2 separate regions of the Mus musculus genome follow, and region 2 is linked to region 1. A link is a contact called in public HiChIP or PLAC-seq data. All regions are on one chromosome and are shown on one strand. The core of a region is the stretch at or near the end of the contact, and the rest is flanking DNA. Distances in the headings are between cores, read along the strand shown. Region 1 holds the start of Rbfox1 (RNA binding protein, fox-1 homolog (C. elegans) 1). Region 2 overlaps Rbfox1 (RNA binding protein, fox-1 homolog (C. elegans) 1).

Region 1 (4,595 bases), core at 1,352-3,851:
AAGCTAAAGTTAGAAATGGTATCGGGTGCTCGTATAAGATGGGTCAGTGTGCAGCTGTTCGAGGGGCTTTCGGGATTGCACAACATGGCCAGTCCAATGCATGTGAATCAATTACAGAGAAACCTTGTCAAGATGGCCAAACCTCCAGCCTTAAATAATTGAATTCTCTGCCAAACCCTGTCTGCTGTCGTTATCTAGAAATGTAATTATGTAGCTAAATCAAGCAACTAAAATTAGTGTAGTGTAAAAACACCTTGGCTATCTGAAAGTGGACGAATTGACATTGGACTTAGAGAAAGCCAATAGTTGGGTATGTGTGGTGGTGTTTGGAGTTCTTGCTGATCATCATTTTGACAAAATCTATATTGTGCATCCTATTTGGAGAGAAAAGTGGTTTGTGGCAAGGGTGTGTCTGATTTGAAGGTGACATTGTGTGTGTGTGTGTGTGTGTGTGTGTGTGTGTGTGTGTGTGTGTGTGTGTGTGCCTGCCTGTATGTGTCCAGAAGTCAATGTCTGGTAACTTCTAATATCCCTTCCTTTCTTGTTGTTGTTGTTTTTGTCTTTGTTTTTGTTTTTGAGATCATGTCTCTCATTGCATATGTATTTCACAGATTCAGGAAAACTAGTTGGCTGTGAGCCCCAGGGATCCTCCTGCCTATGCCTCATGAGTGTTATCATTGTAGGCTGGCCTACCATGCTTATCACATAGGTCTTGGGTGTCTGAACCCAGGCCTTTCTGCTTACTCAGTATTTAACCAGTTGAGCTTTCTTCCAGGCCCTATGAAGGTGATCCTCAATTGTCTTCAGACCTTATTTCATGACAGCTCCATATTACTAGTTTCAAAGTTGCGTAGTACTAATTATGCCCTCATATTTCCTGGTATGAGAAGTGGGAATATGACAGTTTATCATCATCTGAGCCCTCACATCTGAAGTCAAAGATGGGTGAATGCTAACTTCGAAGGTTAGAGCAGAAACCGTGGCAACTAGCTACCTCTACTGCATACTGTAAGGAGGTGATGAGATACCAGGTTACTGTTACATGCCCAAATGGTTCTGGAGTCTAGGAGGCAAATGAAGTTGTTCAAGACTGTATAGCTAGGAAAGGAACAGCCCAGCCACCATGATTCCACGCCATGGAATCCCATTGGAACTGAGCTTTCCAAGGAAAGCGGCTCCAGTTCCTGCTTTGCATTCTTCTCAATGCCTTTCATTTCGGGGGAAGGGGGAGTGGGGTGTCACCTTTGTTTAGTATATTGCAAATTCATGTATCACAGCTGGAAGATACACATACCAGCTATATAAAATCCCTTCACAGATGAAACACAGCACCAGCAAGTCTGCACCTACTCTGTGGCACATTTCTAGATCACATCTCACAGTGCAATGCCAGCTAGACAACTTACCTAGTGATTGTGTGTGTGTGGGGGGGCGGTTTAAACTCAACACTGCTTCCTACTAGCTGCAAAGTGGCTGCCTAGTGTGAGTCTGGATTCCTGTTGGGTACCACTTTGCTTCCTGGGTCTGGGAATTAGCCCCTGCATCCGAGATGTGGAAGAATGGAGCTCAATAACCCACAAAGCTAATTTACTCAGATTTCAGCTATTATTTTGTTACTCATGAATTGCCTTTTCAAACTGAAATTGGGTGAAGAAGGGGTGGAAAGTGAGCCCACTGTTTTGAGACAGTTTCATGTAGCTCAGGCTGGCCTTAAGTTTGCTATACAGCTGAGCTCCCAATTTTTCTATACCAACTTTCTGAGTTCTAGGATTATAGAGGCTATCCACCACATACTGAGTATTCTTAGATAATTTTTGATCAGCTACCCACATGAACCTGCTAGATTTGAGTGTTGTTGTTATGGTTGTTGTTGTTCTTATTTGTTTGGTTGTTTTTGGTTTTGTTCATAACTGTGGCGGAATGGGTATAGGTGTGAAAATGTATGTGCTGTGTTCAAAGGGTGACCTCCAGGTATCTTTCTTTATTGCTTTTTACTTACGCTTTGAGAGAGGGTCTTCCACTAAACCACTGTACATGGAAGTTTCTGTTTGGCTATGCTGGCTCGACAGTTGAGACCCTGCATTCTCCTGTCTCTGTTTTCCCAGTGCTAGGAATGTGTGACACATTGCCTGATTTCTTACATAGGCACTGGAGATCCAAATTCCAGTCCTCAGGCTTATATGGTAGTATACAAACTCACATAACAACCAGTTGCAATTTAGAACTGAAGTCTAGGCTCTGGTGATGATTTTTATGTGGGTAAATGTTTAAGTTCTTTAAGTTGCAACTGATTGTCATGTAAGCTTACACATTTCTATTACTTATTCTCTCTAAAAATCTCATGCAGACCCAGCCCCTTGCAATTTGGCCCAGTTCCTCAGGACAAATGCCTTCTCTTTTCGCCTGATTCCCTGTCACTCCATCTCCCTTGGTCTGAGAACTAAATTAATGAAGAGTATTTGGTTAGTCATGTTGGGCGAGCTGCTCCCAAAATAGCTCCTTCCATTTTGGTAGCTCCGACCGACCCTGCAGCTGCCGCGTCCCTTCCTTGTCTGGGAAGAAAACTTTCACATTAAGAGTTGCTGATGCAGGGTTTTGTTTCCTTTCCCTCTCCGCTGCCTGTGGATGAGCACTTGGCTCCTGACAGAAGTGATTTGGCTCTCGGCTTTGTAGTTGAGAAGAAGTTGGGTCTATAGATTTCTTTCCCCCTCTAACTCTCTATTGATGTGTTCAGCCTTGGAGGGAATAAAGCCTCCATTTAAAGCATGTTGGCGTCGCAAGGAGTCCTTCTGCATTCTTATGGCGTGCCCATGATTGTGCCTGCTGCCCCCTACTTCCCGGGACTGATGCAGGTAATTCATGGCTTTTGCCAGCAAGCAACTTAACTCCAGAATGCTCTAAGTAATAATTGGAATTTTTATGGTTGAGAAAGCAAACACTTTTAATACAGGAAGAGAAAAAAAAGCCCTCGTGTAGTCAAAGGAAAGACAGTAGGAAATCAAAAAGATGGATCACCTTAATCTGGCTATTGACATCTCTCATGGATGAATAAATGGTGTAGTTGAGCTGTATTTGCTTGTATTGATCTGGGTGCTGTTTAACATTCATGCCTTTGCTTCGGGAGGTTGACCAGGGGGCAAAAGATTTGCTCTCTTCCCTAGCTTTCTGAGGGACTGGGTCTCCCAGAGCAGATCATGAGGCTCAGTAACTTATCATGATATGGCTTGCTTAAAGGCTTTAACCCCGGAAACAGAAGGGCAGGAAATACAGAGTGCTGCTGAGGACACCCCACACAGGTTGTTGTTTGCAGAGAAGCTTCCCCTTGCAAATCTGAGAGGCGACCCACAAACAAGAGGGTACACTGAGAATGGTCTCGCTAGGAAGTTCAGAGGTTATTCTGCAAATTCGATGCCAACTGTTTGTATTCTCGGCAGCTGGGGAGAAGTTAGGATGCCTGTTGTTTTGACTGCTAAGGCTATTATTCTGTGTACCGAGAGGTTTGTGTGCTAGCGAGAAATTGGACCTGTTTCTTTGCCTTATTGTACCTCCTTGCTGTCACTCAAACCCACTGCTTCTGGGTGTACGCCTGCAGTTCTCTGGGAAGCCAACATCCACTTGTGATAGAAGTGGGTCATTGTAGGAAGCAAGTGGCTATTTGTTGCTGTTCTTTAGAAATAAGCAACCCTAAGTAATAAATCCTAAATCTCCTTTCTATGGGAAAGGAAAATTAAATATATGCAGTACAACACTTTAGCTTTTTTTCCTGTAGCCCCACTCCCACCCAGCCCTCTCTGAGAGTTCTACAAAACTCTAATTCATTAATGACGACTTCTGTGGAGGATTGAACAAATATTCTTTTTATTCTTTGACTGTGACTGTGACTGTGACCTTCTATTAACTGTCAGAAGCTGGGTGGCAGAATGCACCCAGACGTCAATCCCGATAGCATCAGAACTGCCAATTACCCTAGATGTATGGATACTATTGCTACACTTCTATGTTATAGGTAAATAGACCAGCAGAGAATGGCCCTGGCACCAAGGAAGGGAACTTGTGGCCAGATGGTGACATGAAACTTAGGACTTGAAGGTGAAGCAGAGTAACAGTGCTTTTGGCTTCTGTTGGAAATTTGGGGTGAAGGTCAAAGGCTGGAGTTTTGTCGGCCCCTGTGCTGCCCTATCCGATAAATAATTACAAGCAAATCGCTCATTTCAGTCCGTGCTGATTGATGCTGAAATTGCTTTTGAAAGTTCTCATAAGTTCCTGTTATAGATTAAGTGCTGGTGCAGGAGAATAACGGCACCCACAGAAATGGGTGAATGTAATCAGGTTTAATGGACTCGAGAGCTTGTTGGGAATTAAATAACTATCGATTTGCTGGGATGTTTCTGTCATTACAAAATGCCACTCTGAACGTATTACCCCAATGATAGATGAGAAGACGCTAGAACCAACTGCAAAGCTGGGAAGGCACTATTTCTTCCTCTTTGGCAAAATGTTCAAGAAACATAACTGGTTAGTGTGGAATGGAGCAAGTTATTTTACTTGCAAATGTTAACCTGATCCATTCTCATTTGTTTCCCAAAAGGAAACTT
Region 2 (4,595 bases), core at 1,337-3,836, 71 kb after region 1:
TGTGGCATGTGTACCCCCTGACATAGAAAATCAATCAGAAATAGAAAACAATATCTAAAATGGATGACATCCTGAAGAATGACAATCAAAGCTGTTCTTTGGCTTATACACACACACACACACACACATGCACACGCGCGCGCACACACACACACACAACCAGGACAAATAATTCACTTTATATTATCATATCTAAAGGAGTCAGAAGAAATAAAATGAAGAGGAAAATAACATTTCCCAGAATTCATAGTTTCACCGTCTCTCATAGCAAGTTTGAAAATGGCACTCAGCCATGTCACATGTTGTTTAGCAGCACCTACATGATCCTATTGCAAAGTGCTATCAATATCCTGGCTTAAAACATCTATTTCACTCTTTCAAAATAATGAAATGAGTATCACTGGGGTAAAATCAAATCATCCATAAAGTTGGATGCTTCTGCATGCTTGAAGAGTCTCTGTCTTGCCTTCTCCTGCTCCAGAAGTCGATGGTCTAGTGGATCCTCCTCCATTATCAAAGCCACTATTGTCCTATTTTCAATTGTCTCTCTGACTCTGTCTTGACAACCTCTTAAGGTCCCTTATGTTTCTATTGTCTGCCAGCCCACCCTGATAGTTCACAGTGCCCCTCCTTCTCTTGAACTGAGCAAAGTCTAAAACCTCACATTCTCACCAAGCCATTTTCTTACAAAAGGTGTTATTATTCAGGCCATACCTACTTTAGGAAGACCACTAATAGATTTACTGGCGAGGAAAGGATAGGTTTCATTGTCACTGGGCTTGGGTGAGGTGTGTGTGTGTGTGTGTGTGTGTGTGTGTGTATGCATGCATGCGTGTATGTATGTGTATATATGCTTATGCACAGAATACCACAGAATAGCAAATCACAATGACAGGCTTGTATGGTCATTGTGAATCATATCCCTTCACTCTAATACCTCGAAATGTTTGGAGAAAGGACTCATACTGTGTCGCATGCATTTACTTTTTTATGTAATGCAATTGCAGAGTCCAACCAAAACCAGAGGAAAGTGTGTGGATGTGAGCAGGCAGAACATGACAGCTTATCCATTGCCTTTCCTGCTAAGCCTCAGGGTAGCACAGTGCTTATTCATGGGCTCAATGACAACATGGCAGCTGCACTGATTTTGAAGCACCTTGCACACCCTGACAGATTCTGTCTCCTCACTGAAGGTCCAGTACACTGAAGGTCTTTCTCCTGGAACAGAGGTGAACAGACATAGCCCTCGGGCCACAGCTGGCACACAGACATTTTCCTAAGCAGTTGAATGGGAAGCCAGTTGTGTCTGCTTCCTTGTAGATAAATGATGACTGCTTTTGTGCTGTAATAGCAGGACTACATAGTGGCAAAATAGGTTATACTTGCAGTGTCTGGAATATCTACTCGCTACCTCTTTATGGAAAATAAAGTTGGGGATCCCTTGCTTTAGACAGGTGTATGCTGGTAATTTCCTCTCATGCTACCACAAAATTTGAACTGGAGGACCGCTCAGACATCAGTACCTATACATTCTTTGCTACAGCATCAGTAGTAAGAAATTCCTATTAACAATCTTTTTGCAAGTAGTGCTGGAATCAACTGATGTAAACATAGATTGTTTAGGGTTTTGTTTTTCCCCCAACTGTATTTACTGCGATATATGGTGCTCAGCTCTGGTGATGTATAGGAGCCAGTAAAAGCAGAGACTTAAATAGTGTAACTGTATTCATTTTAAAGTTTAAAAAGTTAAGATTTGTCTTCTGGAAATACAGGAAGCCATTTAATACTGTCATTGTGTCTAGATGAATAGACATAAACTTGGCACCTCTAGAAATTATCCCATAAATATCCATAAGACCTCGTGGGTGAGTCTGATTTGCTTCCGAGTCTTGGTTCTCAGCTCCTGAATCTCTCCCATTGCTCACTAACACTCACTGGGTGGAGAAATTAGATAGCTGTGCCTAAGAGCTGATGTTGATACTCTAAGCTCATCAGGGCTGGATGGGTGGTCAGAGTTGCCATTTGCCATAGGAGTCTGTCTGCTGCTGGCCATTGTGCTTGAGTTGGGGCGTATTTGCATGCCCACAGCTGCTCTGCATGCTCTGGTAGATACGTCGCAACTCTGGGGTTAGCTGATGCTCTGGCCGCAGAAGTTATTTTTCTCATTGCTGTGAGAGAGTGTTTAGCAAAAGGAATCGAAGAAAGGGAAGGTCTGTTTTGCCTCATAGTTTGAGTTCATGGTGTTGGGGTTCTCATAGCAGCAGGAGCATGAGTCAGCTAGTCACATTACATCCATAGTTAGGAGGTAGGGAGAGGGGAAATCTGGTCGTCGGCTTACCTTCTCGTTCGTATTTAGCCCAGCACTCCAGCCTATGACCAGTGCTGGGCATGTTTAAGGTCATCTTCCCTTGCTTGCAGGGAACTCACTGTGTGTTCCCTGGGGTTTGGCGCCCCAAGCTCACCCTTAAGCTCTACTTCACTTTGCTTCATGTTTAAATGTGCTGCCAGCACCAGATTGCCCCAACTTCTCAGCCTCGCCTGATAAGGCTGAGCTGCTGTTGTCGCTATAAGTAGATCAGCAGAACAAGCCTGTGATCAGTTTCTGGGGGGCAGCAGGACCTCTCAGTCTCTGGCTGCTGTGATCACAGGGCCTGAAGAACGAGAGAGCCTCTGATGCGTTCTTATCAGGCTGAGCCTAATGTCAACCCTGTTAGAGGGCCTGCGTCCGATCAGCCTGTAGCTTTGTTCTGAACCGTTCAGTAACAGCTCACTGGAGCAGAAAGAGCCCTGCGAATTGATATTATAAACCCGCATGCCTGTTTTATTCATTGCAGAGTGAACAGAATATAACACAAGTATTTATTTCTAGTGGTTAGAGAATGACATTTCTTTCCCCTTTCCCCATTGTTGCAGAATGCAGAAAACAACACGCGGCTCCGTGAACACAATTGCATTGAAAAGTTATTGCCAACTGTTCCTCGTTTCCATTATCTTCCACCCTCCTAAGCAGTAGAAGTGTGTGTTGAATATGTATGTGTGCGTAATATATATTACATTCGTTTGGATGGTCTTAATAAAGAGTCACGGGCTATGTATGTAATCCAATTGCTGCCAGTTGCGACTTCCATCTCTGGCTGTTCCCTTGACCTGTCTACCCCTCCTCATTTTCATTGAAAGTTAGGTTTTCTAGAAAAATTCATGAGACGTTGTCATGTTTCATTCATCCTTTGCTCCTGGGCATTCCTCACTGAAGGTCAGGAGCTATGAAATTTCTCTTTTAGAGCCTTGGCTTTGATATGGCACGGACTGGGCAATAGAGAAAATGAAGTGTGGAAAAACGAAGTTACGGCAATGTCTTAAATGGCATGAGGGGCTGCTCAATATGAGTCAGTAATAAGGGGGATACTGCCTATTGTCTGAGCTGGCCCATCTCTCCCAAGGTGATCAAGGGAAGAGCTGGGCACGTGGGTAACTTCAGTCACACTTAGAGCAACATCACTCTTGCTATTTTCCATGATGATAGTGGTGGTGGTGGTAATAGTAGATTATGCCATATAGAGGAGTGGCATTTGATAATTGTTAACATATAATGGTCACCTTCATAGGATTTCTTTCAGCAAATGTTCAAGTGATAGTTAATCTGTACTAGGTGATACCTGTGGTCCAGGCATACTGACCTAAGCATTCAATCAGCATTCCTTAGTTTATTGAGCCAACTGTATCTCCATTGGAAATTGTGTTATTAACCCCATAATTGTAATGTGGACACTGAGTTGTACAACTGACTTACCAAATTCCCAAGCTTCATAAGAAATAAAACTGGAACCATTACAGTCTTAAAACTCCCACAAAAAGGGCTATTCCCCCCCCCTTTCTTTTTAACTGTTCACTTGCTGCTAAGTCAGTCCCAAGGTTTTAGACACAATCATTTGGCCATGTGTCTAGACTGCCTTCATAGCTACCATTGTAAGAGTAGCTCACAGAGGGAAACGTTGGGGTGGCTAGGTGGCTTAGTGCTTAAAGGCACTTGCTGCCATGCCTTGCAACGTGAGTTCAATCCCCAGGATCCAGGTAGGAGTAGAAGAAAAGAAGCAACTCATACGAGTTTTCCTCTGACCTTCACGTATGGACCATGATAGAATGCCCCTGAGATGAATAAATGTACCAATGAAAAGCATAAGCCTGCATCAAAATAGGGAACAAGTCTCCACGATAGATGTTTTACTAATTAGTGGTTTTCTCCTCAAAACATGCACAACATCCACTCAAGGTCTGTCAGAGGCTACTCACACACAGCTTTGCAAGGTAAACAGTAACAAATGAGTGGGGCTTGCCGTAACCCCATGTTCCTTAAAATGATTCTCGACTTTTGAAATAGTTATAGAGCAAAGCACTTGCTCCGGTCTCTCTTGAGCCTAGGTGCTTTCTAATACCCGTGTGCCCCACAATGGATTTTTGGACCAATCCTACTCTGCCCATGCCTGCAGTCAGTCATTATTGCCTTGTTGTGAATCTTTACCTCTAAAACCATTTCCACCCCCATGAAAGACCACATTGCTGTGGCCTGTCCTCTTCCCATTCATCATCATTATCAT

The links. HiChIP or PLAC-seq counts read pairs in DNA pulled down with a chosen protein or histone mark.
Region 2: a contact with region 1 is called in an H3K27ac HiChIP or PLAC-seq map of heart atrium, with 6 read pairs. The contact joins the enhancer-like site here to the promoter of Rbfox1 in region 1. A contact is called at or near these places in 1 of 39 promoter capture datasets (liver), 4 of 484 Hi-C or Micro-C datasets (the HL-1 cell line, cerebellum and liver), 2 of 115 datasets of contacts at active chromatin or transcription factors (embryonic stem cells and heart atrium) and 2 of 9 other capture datasets (adipose tissue and pancreatic islet).

The regions. Positions count from the first base shown.
Region 1 is chr16:7,067,234-7,071,828 of GRCm38.p6, forward strand. Rbfox1 (RNA binding protein, fox-1 homolog (C. elegans) 1) reads left to right here and starts at 2,602. Exons shown (of 13, transcript NM_183188.2): 1 at 2,602-2,852. The coding sequence starts at 2,766.
Region 2 is chr16:7,138,530-7,143,124 of GRCm38.p6, forward strand. All of the region lies in intron 1 of Rbfox1 (RNA binding protein, fox-1 homolog (C. elegans) 1), which reads left to right. Among named protein-coding and RNA genes, the nearest start is that of Rbfox1, 71 kb to the left of the region's middle. Within about 2 kb of position 2,587, at least 8 of the 459 cell types and tissues checked have an H3K27ac peak or open chromatin away from gene starts, as enhancers often do. A contact at or near this core is called in heart atrium, where this site is marked.